2 separate regions of the Zea mays genome follow, and region 1 is linked to region 2. Evidence: chromatin contacts called from public Hi-C data. All regions are on one chromosome and are shown on one strand. The core of a region is the stretch at or near the end of the contact, and the rest is flanking DNA. Distances in the headings are between cores, read along the strand shown.

Evidence for each region. A called contact is a pair of places that touch in the nucleus more often than the background predicts.
Region 1: a Hi-C map of tassel shows a contact between it and region 2, with 2.1 times the contacts expected there. The contact joins the promoter of LOC100284449 here to the promoter of LOC100283366 in region 2. A contact is called at or near these places in 3 of 25 Hi-C or Micro-C datasets (ear, leaf and tassel).

Annotation. Positions count from the first base shown.
Region 1 is chr5:204,071,188-204,077,947 of Zm-B73-REFERENCE-NAM-5.0, forward strand. It overlaps LOC100284449, which reads left to right and starts at 3,076. Exons shown (of 5, transcript NM_001371996.1): 1 at 3,076-3,633; 2 at 4,573-4,693; 3 at 4,772-4,891; 4 at 5,166-5,396; 5 at 5,489-6,209. The coding sequence starts at 3,179. The coding sequence ends at 6,016.
Region 2 is chr5:203,936,120-203,943,559 of Zm-B73-REFERENCE-NAM-5.0, forward strand. LOC100283366 (protein HOTHEAD) reads left to right here and starts at 3,568. Exons shown (of 4, transcript NM_001367101.1): 1 at 3,568-3,689; 2 at 3,809-4,456; 3 at 4,639-5,048; 4 at 5,144-5,937. The coding sequence starts at 3,632. The coding sequence ends at 5,758. LOC100501893 (SPX domain-containing membrane protein) reads left to right here. Exons shown (of 11, transcript NM_001196532.1): 4 at 88-399; 5 at 480-584; 6 at 682-1,133; 7 at 1,218-1,522; 8 at 1,633-1,799; 9 at 1,928-2,118; 10 at 2,237-2,370; 11 at 2,490-2,935. The coding sequence ends at 2,728.

The DNA.
Region 1 (6,760 bases), core at 1,826-4,325, 130 kb after region 2:
GAATAATAATGTTAGTTTTAAGAGCATGTTTGGAACAACTCCAGCTCTAACAAATTTGATGAATTTAGTGGAGCAGGTTATTAGCTGCTCCAGAAAATCGTGGAGCTTGGGTTGTAAGTCTTTATAATAAATTTAAATAAATCATTTTTATTATTTAGATTCAAAATATTTTTAAATTTTTAAAAATTAATATCATAAACTACATCTATATAATGTAGTTGGAACCTGGAACCATCCCAAACAACTTATTAGTACCATGACATATGTGTACTGAATTGCATATTTCAGATACATCCAAAATTGTAAAGTTAAATAGTAATGTTAGCTTTTAGTACGGTAAGTGTTGTAATGATATTAACGTTGTTAACCGAACAAAAGCAAAGGAGTACTGAAAGACCGAGAAAGCTCATCCAAACTGCTATAGGCTCCTTTTAAACTACGAGAGAGTACACAGCAGGCACCTATGCTGATATATTGTTAGGAGTTAGGTCGTTCCTAACCAGAAGTTAGACGGTTCCTAGTGTGCCAACTAAGCAAAATGCTGATGTGTTGCTGTCGATATAGAAAAATATATATATCGAAACGAGAAACAAAACGCAAAGAGAAAAGTTAGATGATTAAATGAATATTTCATCTCTAGAAAGTATCTATTAAAAATATAGTTTTTAGATAGTATTTAGATTAATTAGGAAGCACAGAAACTATTGTACCACTATTGTACGCCTTTTATAGCACAGTGGAAGTCAGCAGGTCTACGTGCTCGTCCTGTCCTCCCTGACTACTGTACTATCGTCTATGGCAACCCAACTTGTAGCAGGTAGGTCATCATGGCATCATGAATATCGAATTTGTACTGGTCATGCTCCATGTGTTTTTTAAATTATAATTTATTGATAAAGTATTTCAAATCCGACCACAAATAGAATAAAATAATAATATTTAAATATCAAACGAGTACCGTTTTTATAGTATGCCTATTCGATTATATTTTTGTATTTTTATTTAATAATTTGGTTCAATTTAAAAGTCTTCAAGCAAATTAAAACAAGCTTTAGAACTGTCGGAGTACAATGTAACTGTCCCGGAGGGGTCTCGACCGTTTTGGCCTCTCACTCTAGCTACCATCAGCGCACGTCCAATTCCATTCCAGCAACACCTTTTTTTTTCTTCGGTGACCACAGGTCATAACGATGAGTCATAATATAGTACTACGCAGTATCAATGTCAGCGCGTACGTGTAGTACGGAATACAGTACTAAACCACAGCTATCCATGGGGCGTACGATGGATTGGGGGCATTATTGTTGCTGCCAATCCTACCGCACAAGAGCCATGCATGGGCTCCACAGTAGTAGTACATACTACTGACCATATGTATTTCAGTATTTGTATTGTTAAGGGGTGTTTGGTTCTGTGGACTAAAGTTTAGCCCGGGTCACATCAAGCGTTTGACTTTTAAGTAGGAGTATGAAATATAGACCCAACCAACTGTACTAGATTCGTCTCACTTTTTAATCTTCGGCTGAGAAATTAGTTTTATAATCCGACTACATTTAATACCCGAACGGAAGTTCAAACATTCGATGTGGTAGAGGCTAAATTTTAGCAGGGGCAAACCAAACACCCCCTTAGTTTAGGCTATCCGCAACCGTTACCTCTAAATTTTTCCCCCTATATCACTTTCCCCCCCTATTTCCCCCCCCTATTTTTTCATCTCCCGCAGCGGTTCCCCCTAAATACTCCCTCTATACCCCACTACCACTATAAAATATCATTTTCTATACCAACTATCAATTTTTTATCTACTAACAATTACTCGTGGACCCACAGCACAGTGTTTAGGGTGATGAACAGTGACACGCTAGATCTGGGGGGAGAGAGAAGGAGACCGACACGTAGGGGGCGCTGTAGGGGGCACCGCTGCGACCATAGGGTGCCCCCTACAGCCGACATGCGAGGGGAGGGGGCGCGGTAGCGTTCACCGTTGCGCTCAGTCTTACCATGAGATGCGATGGTGCGTGAGCCACGAGGTGAACGACCCTAGAACTAGCCCATGCTTTAATCCGTATCAACTTCTGTTGTTTTTATAATGTTTATTTGTCTCTATAGATTATAGTTTAAATAGTTAATTTTAATTCAGTGCCGGCTCCACGACACATGAATCGTAGCGTCGTAGGGCAATAAGAGCCGTTTGTAGGACGCTAGAACTGTAGAAGATAGTAAGCTAAAAAAAAACTAATGATTTGGAGAAATCTAACCATCTGTGTTTCTTTATATATAGCCAAATCTTCTAGTGCCTTTACAAGTCTGTTTAGAAAGATGATTTTTGGACCTGCAATGTTACTATATATATACAATATAAACCTTTCTAGACAAATCTTTCTGTTCCAAGTACGCAGTTAACTAAAATTTCTCTCTTCTGGTTCACTCGTTTCCTAGGCACCCAACACTGGCCCAGCTGCTGGAAGCAACAAGCAAGGCAGCCGCCTCTTTTCAACGTCACCAGCATCATTAAAGATTATAAGATATCATAATCCCAGTGCTGACTGACTGGCCCTCTCTTTTAGACCTGTTTAGATTTATTATTATCGGCTAATAATTAACTAGCTAATAACTCATATTTAATGATATAGTTAGCTAACTATTAACTGAAGTGTGTTTAGAACTGATAACAGATGCTACTAGGATAACTATTAGCTACTATAATCGGATTTTTTTAACTAGTGAGATAGTTATTACCTAGAGGTTCAGTTAACAATTACCTATTTTTATTACTTGTACATGTTGAGATAACAAAGGTAATTATTAACAATTAGTTATTTTATTAGCTATATATTTTAGATCTAAAAGCGATAACTACTAGCATATTACTATTATATATAGGCATCTGAACAGGGTCTTAATCCATCTATTTTATTTGAGGCTAGGATGCAGTCAAAAGCACCATCCGGACGGAAACAAGCAAGCGGCTGATCCAACGACCAGCCGCAAGGAATGAACTGGTTGCCTTTGCCTGTTGTATAAACTAGCAGTAACCACTATGGCACTATCCATTAACCAGACACAGCGTCCAGCCAGGCTTTTGCCTACAAAACAACGCACCACGCCGCCGCCGCTCGCCGCCCACTTCTCTCCCACCTTCCCTCCACTCTTTTGCCTGTCGCGGGGTTAGAATCCCATGGCGCTGTCGTCCGAGATCCGCTTCGGCCACCAGATCCCCCTATCCCACTGCGACACTGACTCCTACGAGGAGGAGGAAGAGGAGGAAGGAGAGGAAGAGGAAGACGAGGAGGAGGAGTTCGAGGGGGAGGAGGAGGAGGAGGAGATGGATGAGGTGACGGTTTCGTCTCCGCTGATGCTTCCGGCAACGGAGGCCAGGGGAGGGGTGTCCGTGGTCGAGATGGTGACGGGGGCGCTCCGGAGGTCGCTCATGCTGTGCAGCAGCAGCGCCGGCGCCGGCGTGCGCGAGCCGGAGCAGGAGGAGGACGGGGCGACTCCCCCGGGTGGTATGCAGATAGGGGGACCAACGGATGTGCGGCACGTCTCGCACGTCACCTTCGACCGCTTCGTTGGCTTCCTCGGCCTCCCCGCTGACCTCGAGCCCGACGTGCCTCGCCCCGTGCCGAGCGCCAGGTCAGTGTTCCAACACCTTTTACTCCCCATTTGTTTGATCTGTCTATGCGCATCGTTTCCTGCCCGGGATTCCCAGGCAATTTTGTGGGTGAACTCTGCGACTGGGATCCGCCCCTAGAAATTTGGAATTTGGTGTCTGGTTGAACTGAATTTTGCGTTGTTCTGACGTTAAAGTTAAGTTGTCCAACAGCGCTGCCTATACATGTCACTCTACGTTAAGCTCACTTGGGTGAATCAGGAGTTCTGGACATGTTAGATACGTATATGAATCTGGAGTTCTCGACATAGATACGTATGTTAGGTAGGTGTTGGGCTGGTGAGCGGCACGCCACTGTATTGCCTGCCGTGCCTCCGACAAGCCGAGCTAGCAGCTCGTAGTCTGCCACGGCGAGGTCGGCGTGCCCTGTCTGGCCCGATCAAAATACTGCCGTGCCTGACCCTGCCCGTGTAGGCACGGGGCGCCTATTCGCCACCTAACTGAACAAAGATGCCACAGTACGATAGATGTTTAGCTTTCGGGATTACATAGGATGAGCCGATGATGCTGTTGCTTTGTGATCGTGACCTCATTTACAGGACAACTGCTGTTTCCAAGGCTGACATGACCAAGTTCAACTACTGGGGAATATTCTAAAGTGCTTTTCCTGTGGGAAATTGGTCTGTTTGTACTTGCGATGGAGTGGGATATTGTGTTGCTCCGTCCTTTTTAGTTTTCTATATTCATTTCCTGGCAGGGAAAGGTACTTGAGTTTATTAGCGGTTTTGTTTAGTTAGTGTTTATCTGTTGCAGTGTCCTGGTATCCATAGCCTTTGAGTTGCACTTGTGTTTACGACAAATAGTTGTTTGTTTTTCCTCGACGCACGTTGAATCCTGAACGTCCATATTTCCTGAAGCCTAGCTGTATTTAGGTTTACTGAATGGTTTATTTCTGCATACAGTGTGAGCGTATTTGGAGTTTCACCAACTTCCATGCAGTGCTCGTATGATAGAAGAGGAAACAGTGTGCCAACTATACTCTTGACTATGCAAAAGAAGTTATATTCACTTGGGGGTCTTCAGGTAACAGATCCCAAAATTCTGAAATCAGAGTGGCAGCATTGGTACTGGTTGTTCTGATTTTTTTTCTTGTTCTAACAGGCTGAAGGGATATTCAGGATAAATGCAGACAATAGCCAGGAACTATATGTGAGGGATCAACTAAACAGGGGGATTGTTCCAGATGGTGTTGATTTGCACTGCCTTGCCGGACTGATGAAGGTTTGTTCGAGTGTTTACCTTTGAATTTTTTTTCTTCCTTTTGCATCGCCTTTGTTTTATTAACGTAACAAACTTTTGCATATACGCATTAGCAGTGTCATTGTCTAAAATTTAAAGATTCCTTAAGTCTTTAAATATGTTCATTGAGACACACCCAATAATCAGTACACCGATCAGTACGAAGCACAAACTATAGCTCGGCAGATTAAGATTCCTTTTCATTTAGCTTCTCGTCTACATTAGTCATCATTAATGTATGTGTTGCTGATTATAGGCATGGTTCCGGGAACTTCCAAGTGGAGTACTGGACTCGTTGACTCCAGAACAAGTGATGCACTGCAACACTGAAGAAGAGTGTAGCCATCTTGCAAGCACCCTACCTCCTGTCGAAGCAGCATTGCTTGAATGGGCCATCAGTCTCATGGCAGATGTCGTGGAAAACGAAAGCTACAACAAGATGAACGCTCGCAACATCGCTATGGTTTTCGCACCGAATATGACCAAGGTTACTGACAAGCATATTTGTTTCTCTCAGCGTACCTTTTTTCTCTCTCTTCAAAATCCGTAGTCTAACCACGGAGCATTCATCCCTTTCAGATGGCGGACCCCTTGACTGCTTTGATACATGCCGTTCAAGTGATGAATTTCCTCAAGACATTGATCTTGAGAACTGTAAAAGAAAGGGAGGAGGCTGCTAAAGTAGCCAGGGCGTTCCCATCGAGCTCTGGTTCCCCGAGCGACAAAGATGAGCCTCAAACTGTAGAACAGTTGGACATGCTCTTCGTCTGTTCAAGTCAGCAAAATGTAGAGTATCCTATGGTTGATGAGGCTAAGTTTGACCAGTTCCTTTTTAGAGTGGAAGAAGCTCTTCACCATGAGACGCAAGGCAGCACAGATGGACCCAAGAATCATGACAGCGGTAGAGGTGACCAGAGAAGTAACAGTGAGATCACTCCATTGGACACCGGTTTGACCGGCCAAAATGAGTTCAGTAACAACAGCGAGGAAGGTCTCTTTGACAAGTTTAAATTTAGGAAAGGGGTAGGGAGGCTCTGCAGGCACCCTGTGTTTCAGCTGAGTAGGTCCATGAAGAAGTCAGATGAAGCGGAGCAAGCATGTGTATAGGGCATGCCTGTGCAGTGGATAATATTGACACACCTGTATTTCTCTGCAGCTTGTTTACTGTGTAGGTCTTCGGCTATTCTCCTAGATTGTGTGCCTAGAAGGCATTGGCCCCATTATTAGTACTGATTTGGGTGTATATGTGACTATGTCAGCTGTTCACTTATTGCTGTCCTAATTGTTAAGAAGCTATCATGCACTAGTGATTTTTCTTAGTTTGTCAGATAGAATCTCGTGTGTGATTTTCATTTGGAGGGTGACTCCGAATTGCTTTGTGCTTAATCTACCCTTAGACTATCTCTATCAACTTACTCATCTACGTTCTTATATTTAAACTTCACTATACAAGAATGTATTCAAAGCTCACTATACAAACAATATAATCTACCATGCAAAATATATGAGTTAATGGGTAAGCTGTTGGAGGCGGGTCTTAGTAGTGGAAAAGTTTTCGACATTTAGATGTCATTTGGTTTTACATATTTTATAACGTAATGGATAATTGATAATGTTAAATTATATTTGTTTAAGTCTAACTATAATCAGATACCACTAAAGATGGCCAAACGGGCCGCGCTGGTCCGGCCCGGTGAAGCCCGGCTCGTTTTGGGCTCGGCCCACCAGGCACGGTTAGAAAATCGTATCGGACCGTCTAAGCCCGCGGGCTCGATTTTCTGTCTGAGCCCGGCCCGTTGAGCACGAAAAAACGGGTTAAGCGGGCCGGTAAGCACGTTTTAGTGCAAAAAA
Region 2 (7,440 bases), core at 2,318-4,817:
TCCCAACTAACAACACCAAAATGTCCATCTTCAGTTGCATGGTGCTATCTTACCAACAGCTTGTTCACATAAGCTTCTTTCTCGTAGATTGAAAAGATTGTGCTATTTCTTCTGCAACAACAAGGTCATCTTGCTAGGAGGATCGAGAATTTAGGAGAACAGCGTGTCGTGCTTATGGAACGGTCTGATGTATCCCAAATTTGTCAAATACGCCAGGCTTACAGGGAAGTTGGATATGATCTTGTGAAGCTACTTAGGTTTCTTGATTCGAACGCTACTGGTATCCGGAAGATACTTAAGAAGTTCGATAAGCGCTTTGGCTATAAGTTTACAGATTATTACGTCTCTACTCGAGCAAACCATCCTTATTCTCAGCTCCAGCAGATCTTCAAGCAAGTGGTAAATTATCATGCTACTGCGTCCTTTCTATTTGAAAAAAGGATCATTCTTTTCCTCTAATTGCAGTTCTTGAAATACAGGGAGTCGTGGCTGTTGTTGGTGCTTTGTCTCGCAACCTTTCTTATCTACAAGATCATCAAGGAAGCCTAGCAAATATCTATGATTACCCATCACTCATCTTGAAGGTCTCAGTTTCCTTTTCTACCATGTTAACCATGTAATGTGTTCCCATATGATCTGAACTCTAAAGTCAACATGCTCACCTTTTCTTCTCATTTGCAGGATCCCGTCATAGAACAAATAAATCACTCAGTACAGAAACTCACACACTCCACAAGCTTTCTGCAATTTCTAGGGCAGCATGCACTTATCGTTCCGGGGGATATGCAGAGCGGCTCAGATCTCGGTGATGACAAGGATTACCATTTCCTGTCACTGCTGCTGAACCTAGTAAACACGTTTCTGTACATGGTTAACACATACATCATCGTTCCAACTGCCGATGACTATTCAGTAAGCCTCGGAGCTGCAGCGACTGTTTGCGGTGTGATTATCGGATCAATGGCAGTTGCACAAATCTTCTCCTCGGTATATTTCAGTGCCTGGTCGAACAGATCGTACTTCAGACCCCTCGTATTTAGCTGCATCATGTTGTTTCTGGGGAACCTATTGTATGCTTTGGCATACGATCTGAATTCCCTAACTGTTCTTATTGCTGGCCGGCTACTGTGCGGGTATAGTCACTATTATCTCCTTGTTTTTTTTTCTCGGTAGAAATCAGAAACTGACGTTTGATTAAATTTGGCAATCATCTGCAGTTTGGGTTCGGCCAGAGCCGTGAACCGCCGCTACATCAGCGACTGTGTACCCCTGAAAACCAGGCTGCAGGCGTCGGCTGGGTTTGTCAGCGCTAGCGCTCTTGGAATGGCATGTGGTCCCGCTCTTGCCGGTCTGCTGCAGACAAAGTTTAAGATTTATGGGCTTACATTCAATCAGAACACCTTGCCTGGGTGGGTCATGTGCCTTGCTTGGATTGCATATTTGTTCTGGCTGTGGATTTCATTCAAAGAGCCGGGCCACATTGCCACAGAGAATTCAGTCAGCACGCAATCATCTGATTCTGGTAAGCTCTTTTTACTTTGCGTGATTTAGAAAAAAACGCGACTCTTATCGCTGTCAGGAAGCATATGCTTTCAAAACGTGGCCTTACACAGTTTCTCGCGGTCAAAACAGGCCGTCGAGTAAGCGGTAACTTGGAGGGTGGCCTCGGAGAGCCTTTGCTCATAGACGCAAAGGCAGGGCAGGATGAGGACGACGAGGACAATGACGACCCCGAAGAATCTCATACACCTGCCACATCGCTTGCTGCAGCATACAGATTGCTGACACCATCTGTGAAGGTTCCATACTCTACCAATTTTTTTTTCCAGATGTTTTGCCCTTTACTATCATGGACACACGGTGCGTCACCTCCTCACCGTTTCCTCTGCATATATTAGCTTCACGTCTGTTCTCTGAAACTTCTCAGGTTCAGCTACTGATCTACTTCATGCTCAAGTTCGCCATGGAAATCCTACTCTCGGAGTCGAGTGTCGTGACCACGTTCTATTTCAAGTGGACAACTAGTACCGTGGCGATCTTTCTGGCAGTTCTTGGTCTGACGGTTCTCCCAGTTAATGTCATCGTTGGGAGCTACGTCACCAACCTGTTCCAGGACAGGTACGTGCATGATGTTCGTTATTCGCTTACTCTGAAAGCCGGACCGGAGAGACCATCAGACCAACCCGCGTTTTGCTAATCCTGCACTTGTTTTCTTTTTCTTGCTCAACTACCAAAGGCAAATCCTGGTGGCCTCCGAGATCATGGTGTTGATCGGCATCGTCATGAGCTTCTGCTTCACCCCTCACTACTCCGTCCCCCAGTATGTCACGTCAGCTCTCATCACGTTCGTGTTCGCCGAGGTGCTCGAAGGTAAGTGGCGACTGCAGAACTTTGAAGCTGCGCGCGGTGTTTTTCAAGTAGTCATCATCCCCCCCCCCCCCCCCCCCCCCCCCACGTGTCTCTGACCGCCTGTGAGCAATGCGTTGCAGGGGTGAACTTGTCCCTCCTCTCCCGCGTGATGTCGTCGAGGCTCTCCCGCGGGACCTACAACGGCGGGCTGCTCTCGACGGAGGCCGGCACGCTGGCCCGCGTTGCCGCTGACATGACCATCACGGCCGCTGGCTATCTGGGGCAGGGCCGCCTCCTGAACGCCACCCTCCTGCCGTCCTTGGTGATCTGTCTAGCATCTATCGTCGCGACGTTCTGCACTTACAACTCACTCTACTGATTACCGGTCGATGAACTCCTCTCCCTCTTATACAAGTTGCCGAATTGCGTCTTGCAGTGACGCTGAAAATTTTCGGGCTGCTGCTGCTAATGTAAACTGCTGCGGCCTGCGGGTGGACGAGCGGTCCATGTGTATCGACGCCTGTAGTGTTGCGAACTTGCTACGGCTGTAACATGACACGTGCGCGTTAAATAAAATGCCCTACTGAAGTACCCTGTCATCGCTCCTCATGTGTCGGCCCAGCCCAACAATTGCATTACCAGGAAGGCAGGAAGAGCTCTCGTCCTCGGACTGCAAGAATCCTGTCCTCACCCCCACATCGCCTTCCTGCTATTCTCCCCTTCGGTTGCTGACATGGCAAGTTCAAAATTGCCGTTAGGGTTTCAAGTTCAGAAATTCATTTGCCAGATTCCTTGAATAGGATATACTAGCACTGAACACCATACATGTTTGAGTGTTGATGCGAGGCACCGCGCGAACACAAGGTTGTTGCGTAATTGTGCAACCAAGTAAAAAAAAAGCCGCTGGCAGTTCTTCCCGACGGGTTGTTGAGGCCTTTCTTTCCTCACACTCATGGCATGCTCGGTGAAGCTGTGCAAAATCAAATGTTTATTTTGCCTATGGACAACTACGACTCGCCAGGAGGAGACTTCCGAGGAGAGAGTGACACAAAGGCTGCGGACCATTGAGACCAAAAGAGCCGGTGTGTCAGCTCAAACCGCAACAAACAAACAAACTACCAACTCACCCCAAGAACAGTTTCTTCAGCAACCTCTGATTGCTTGCTAGTAGTATATAAGCACACGAACCTCTGAGAGTTGACACCATCATCACACTCGAAACCCAACAGCTTCCTTCCTGGCGATCCAATTAACGGCTTCTCTTCTGAGCTCAGCACGAACAATGGCCACCATCCTCACCGTCGCAAGCTTCTTCGCACTTGTGTGCATCTCTCAACAAGGTGACCGCTCGTCTTCTAGTTTCTAATGTCAGAGTCGCTCGTCACTGTTGCACCTTGCACGTTGTGCCTGACTGACGACTCTTCACTCCTTTTGTGACGCGTGCGTGCGTGCGTGGCAGCGCGGGCTGCGAACTACACGTTCATGAAGGACGCGGTGCACGCGCCGCGGACGGGCTTCTACGACTACATCATAGTCGGCGGCGGCACGGCGGGCTGCCCGCTGGCGGCCACCCTGTCGGCCCGCGCGCGGGTGCTGCTGCTGGAGCGCGGGGGCTCTCCGTACGAGGACGCGCGCGTCCTGAACATGGCCCACTTCTCGGACGTGCTGGCGGACACGTCGGCGTCGTCCCCGTCGCAGCGGTTCGTGTCGGAGGACGGCGTGATCAACTCCCGCCCGCGCGTGCTGGGCGGCGGCAGCTGCATCAACGCCGGCTTCTTCACGCGCGCCGGCGCGGGCTACGTCAGGGCCGCCGGCTGGGACCCCAGGGAGGTGCGGGCGGCGTACCGGTGGGTGGAGGACGTGGTCGCGTTCCGCCCGGCGCTGGGCCCGTGGCAGGCCGCCGTGCGGATGGGCCTGCTGGAGACCGGCGTGCTGCCGGACAACGGGGCCACGTACGACCACATCCCGGGGACAAAGGTCGGCGGCTCCATCTTCGACGCCGACGGCCGCCGGCACACGGCGGCGGACTTGCTCCGGTACGCCAACCCGGACGGCATCGACCTGTACCTCCGGGCGAGAGTGGCCAAGATCTTGTTCCGTTTCAAAGGTATAATTGAAATGCCAAATCCGGTAATATTTGTTATTAAAGAATAAAGAGCGAGTGAGTGTAACGGTATTAAGGAACGGTTGCAGGTAAATGTAACTGTAGTACCTGTCTGTGGCGTCTTTGTCGGCGTCACGCGCTTTGGAGGGCGGAGAACTGATCGGCGCGCCAATATTTCGTTGCAGGAACCAAGCCGGTGGCGGACGGCGTTGTGTACTACGACTCGCGAGGCAACACTCACGAGGCGTACCTCAGCCCCGGCGCCGCCAGCGAGGTCATCCTGTCGGCGGGGGCGCTGGGCAGCCCGCAGCAGCTGATGCTCAGCGGCATCGGCCCGGCCGACCACCTCCGCTCGCTCGGCATCGACGTGATCCTGGACCTGCCGGGCGTGGGGCAGGGCATGTCAGATAACCCCATGAACGCCATCTACGTGCCGTCGCCGTCGCCGGTGGAGGTGTCGCTGATCCAGGTGGTCGGGATCACCCGGTTCGGCAGCTACATCGAGGGCGCCAGCGGGGCCAACTGGAACAGCCACCCCTCGGGCACGCAGCCTCCTCCTCCTCCTCCTCGGAACTTCGGCATGTTCTCTCCGCAGGTAAACGTTCGCTCTCCCCCTACTAGTGCTTTTATACGGATCAGACAGAGGTGCACAATGGACATGGAGTAGAGACGTGTGTTTGTCGCTCGCAGACGGGGCAGCTCGCGACGGTGCCGCCCAAGGAGCGGACGCCGGAGGCCATCGCGCGCGCCGTGGAGGCCATGAGCCAGGTCCCCGACGCGGCGCTCCGGGGCGGGTTCATCCTGGAGAAGGTGCTGGGCCCGCAGTCCGTGGGCCAGCTGGCGCTCCGCAACCTGAACCCCGACGACAACCCTTCGGTGCGGTTCAACTACTTCGCGCACCCGGACGACCTCCGCCGCTGCGTCGCGGGCATCGCCGCCATCGAGCGGGTGATCCGCTCCAGGGCCTTCTCGCGGTTCACCTACCAAAACTTCGCGTTCCCGGCCGCGCTCAACGTCACGGCCGAGTTCCCCGTGAACACGCTGTACCGGCGCGGCGGCGACCCCAGGGCGCTGGAGCGGTTCTGCAGGGACACAGTGATGACCATCTGGCACTACCACGGCGGGTGCCAGGTCGGCCGGGTCGTGGACCGCGACTACAGGGTGCTCGGCGTCGACGCCCTCCGCGTCATCGACGGCTCCACGTTCAACGCCTCGCCGGGCACCAACCCGCAGGCCACGGTCATGATGCTCGGCAGGTACATGGGCGTCAAGCTCTTGAAGGAGAGGATGCTTCTGGAAGGATGAAGCAGAAAAAGGCCTAGTCTCACTCACATCTCTACATCTCTACAGGGTGCGTTTAACCTTGAAGATTCTTTTAGTGGCGATCGTACAAGTTAATTGGAGATGCTAATTGTAATGGATGAATTCCACACCGATTAATTTGCACAAAATGTGGATGGTATAATTCAGCACATCGTTCACTTCGTTGTCTCAGTCGAACTCTACTGCAAAGCTCCAGCTAACCAAGACTAACAGCACAGAAAAATTGTAAGCATCACGCAAAGACTTATGGAAGCAGGGTTGTCTAGGAACCCACAAATAAGTTTAGGTTTTGAGATTTTATAAAAAAAACATGTAAAAAGCTAATATATTTACGAGTTCCCTAATAAATTAACATGTCTGTGTCCTATCGAAACTGAGAGCCACCAGTTTCTAAAGTAGTCTACGTATTTATGAGAATTCGATCTGAGATTCTGATCCGTGCTTGTCGGCAAGACCGCACGAAGCTATGAACCGTGCATGAAGTAGTAGCAGGACATAGTAGTAGTCATTTTTCGCCGCCCACAAAAATCGGTCTCCAAAGGGTCAAAAATCTGTCAAAAAACTGTGCGAGGATTAGGACGGGATAAAATATTCATTGCTCGTGAGCTAGCTTGATTTATAATTAACTCGACATGAGCTCTGAAAGATTAACAGAGGGCTTGAAGCGTACACTTTATCTCGTGCCGTCTGCATGTTTATATAGGCTAGGAATAGCTCCTAAACGTAGCTTACACAAAGGAAAGGGAAGATCCAGAATCATCTTCACAGTGACAAAGTGCACGCTTCAAGCCCTCTAATAATCTTTCATGGTAATCAGAGCCTACACTTAGATCTAATCCAATCAAACCTCCACCATGTCAACACCCTATTCCACCGTCGCCATCAATCCCCTGGCCGGCCAAGGAGTCTCCGAGAAGCTGACGAAGGCCAACTTCGCGCTATGGCGCATGCAAGTTCTCGCAGTTGTGAGGGGCGCGCGCGTGGAAGGTTTCCTCATAGGTGCAGCAAAGCCCCCACAGCCATGATCAAGGAGACGAAGGATGGCAACGAAGCATAGGTCTCCAATCTCGCCTATGAAGAGTGGGTTGCTACAGATCAACAGTGAAAGGGAAATAGGCTCACACCTTTTCCTAAATAATTTTGGTGGTTGAATTGCCCAACACAAATAAATGGACTAACTAGTTTGCTCTAGATTATAAGTTTTACAGGTGCCAATGGTTCAACACAAACCAATAAAAAGTCCAAGAAAGGGTTCAAATAAAAAGAGCAAAAGACAACCAAAGGTTGCCCTGGTCTGGCGCACCGGACTGTCCGGTGCACCAGGGAGAATCACTCTGAACTGCTGAGCTTCGGGAATTCGGGGAGCCCCTCCGCTATAATTCACCGGACTGTCCGGTGTAGCACCGGACTGTCCGGTGTGCCAGCGGAGCAACGGCTAACTGCGCCAACGGTCGTCTGCAAAAGCAACAGTAAACAGTGCGCGACTGCGCGCGTAGAGTCAGAGCAGGCGCCAGATGGCGCACCGGACAGTGAACAGTGACTGTCCGGTGCACCACCGGACTGTCCGGTGGCCCCACATGTCAGAGCTCCAACGGTCGAACCATAACGGTTGGGTGACGTGGCTGGTACACCGGACAGTTTCCGATGGCGCACCGGACTGTCCG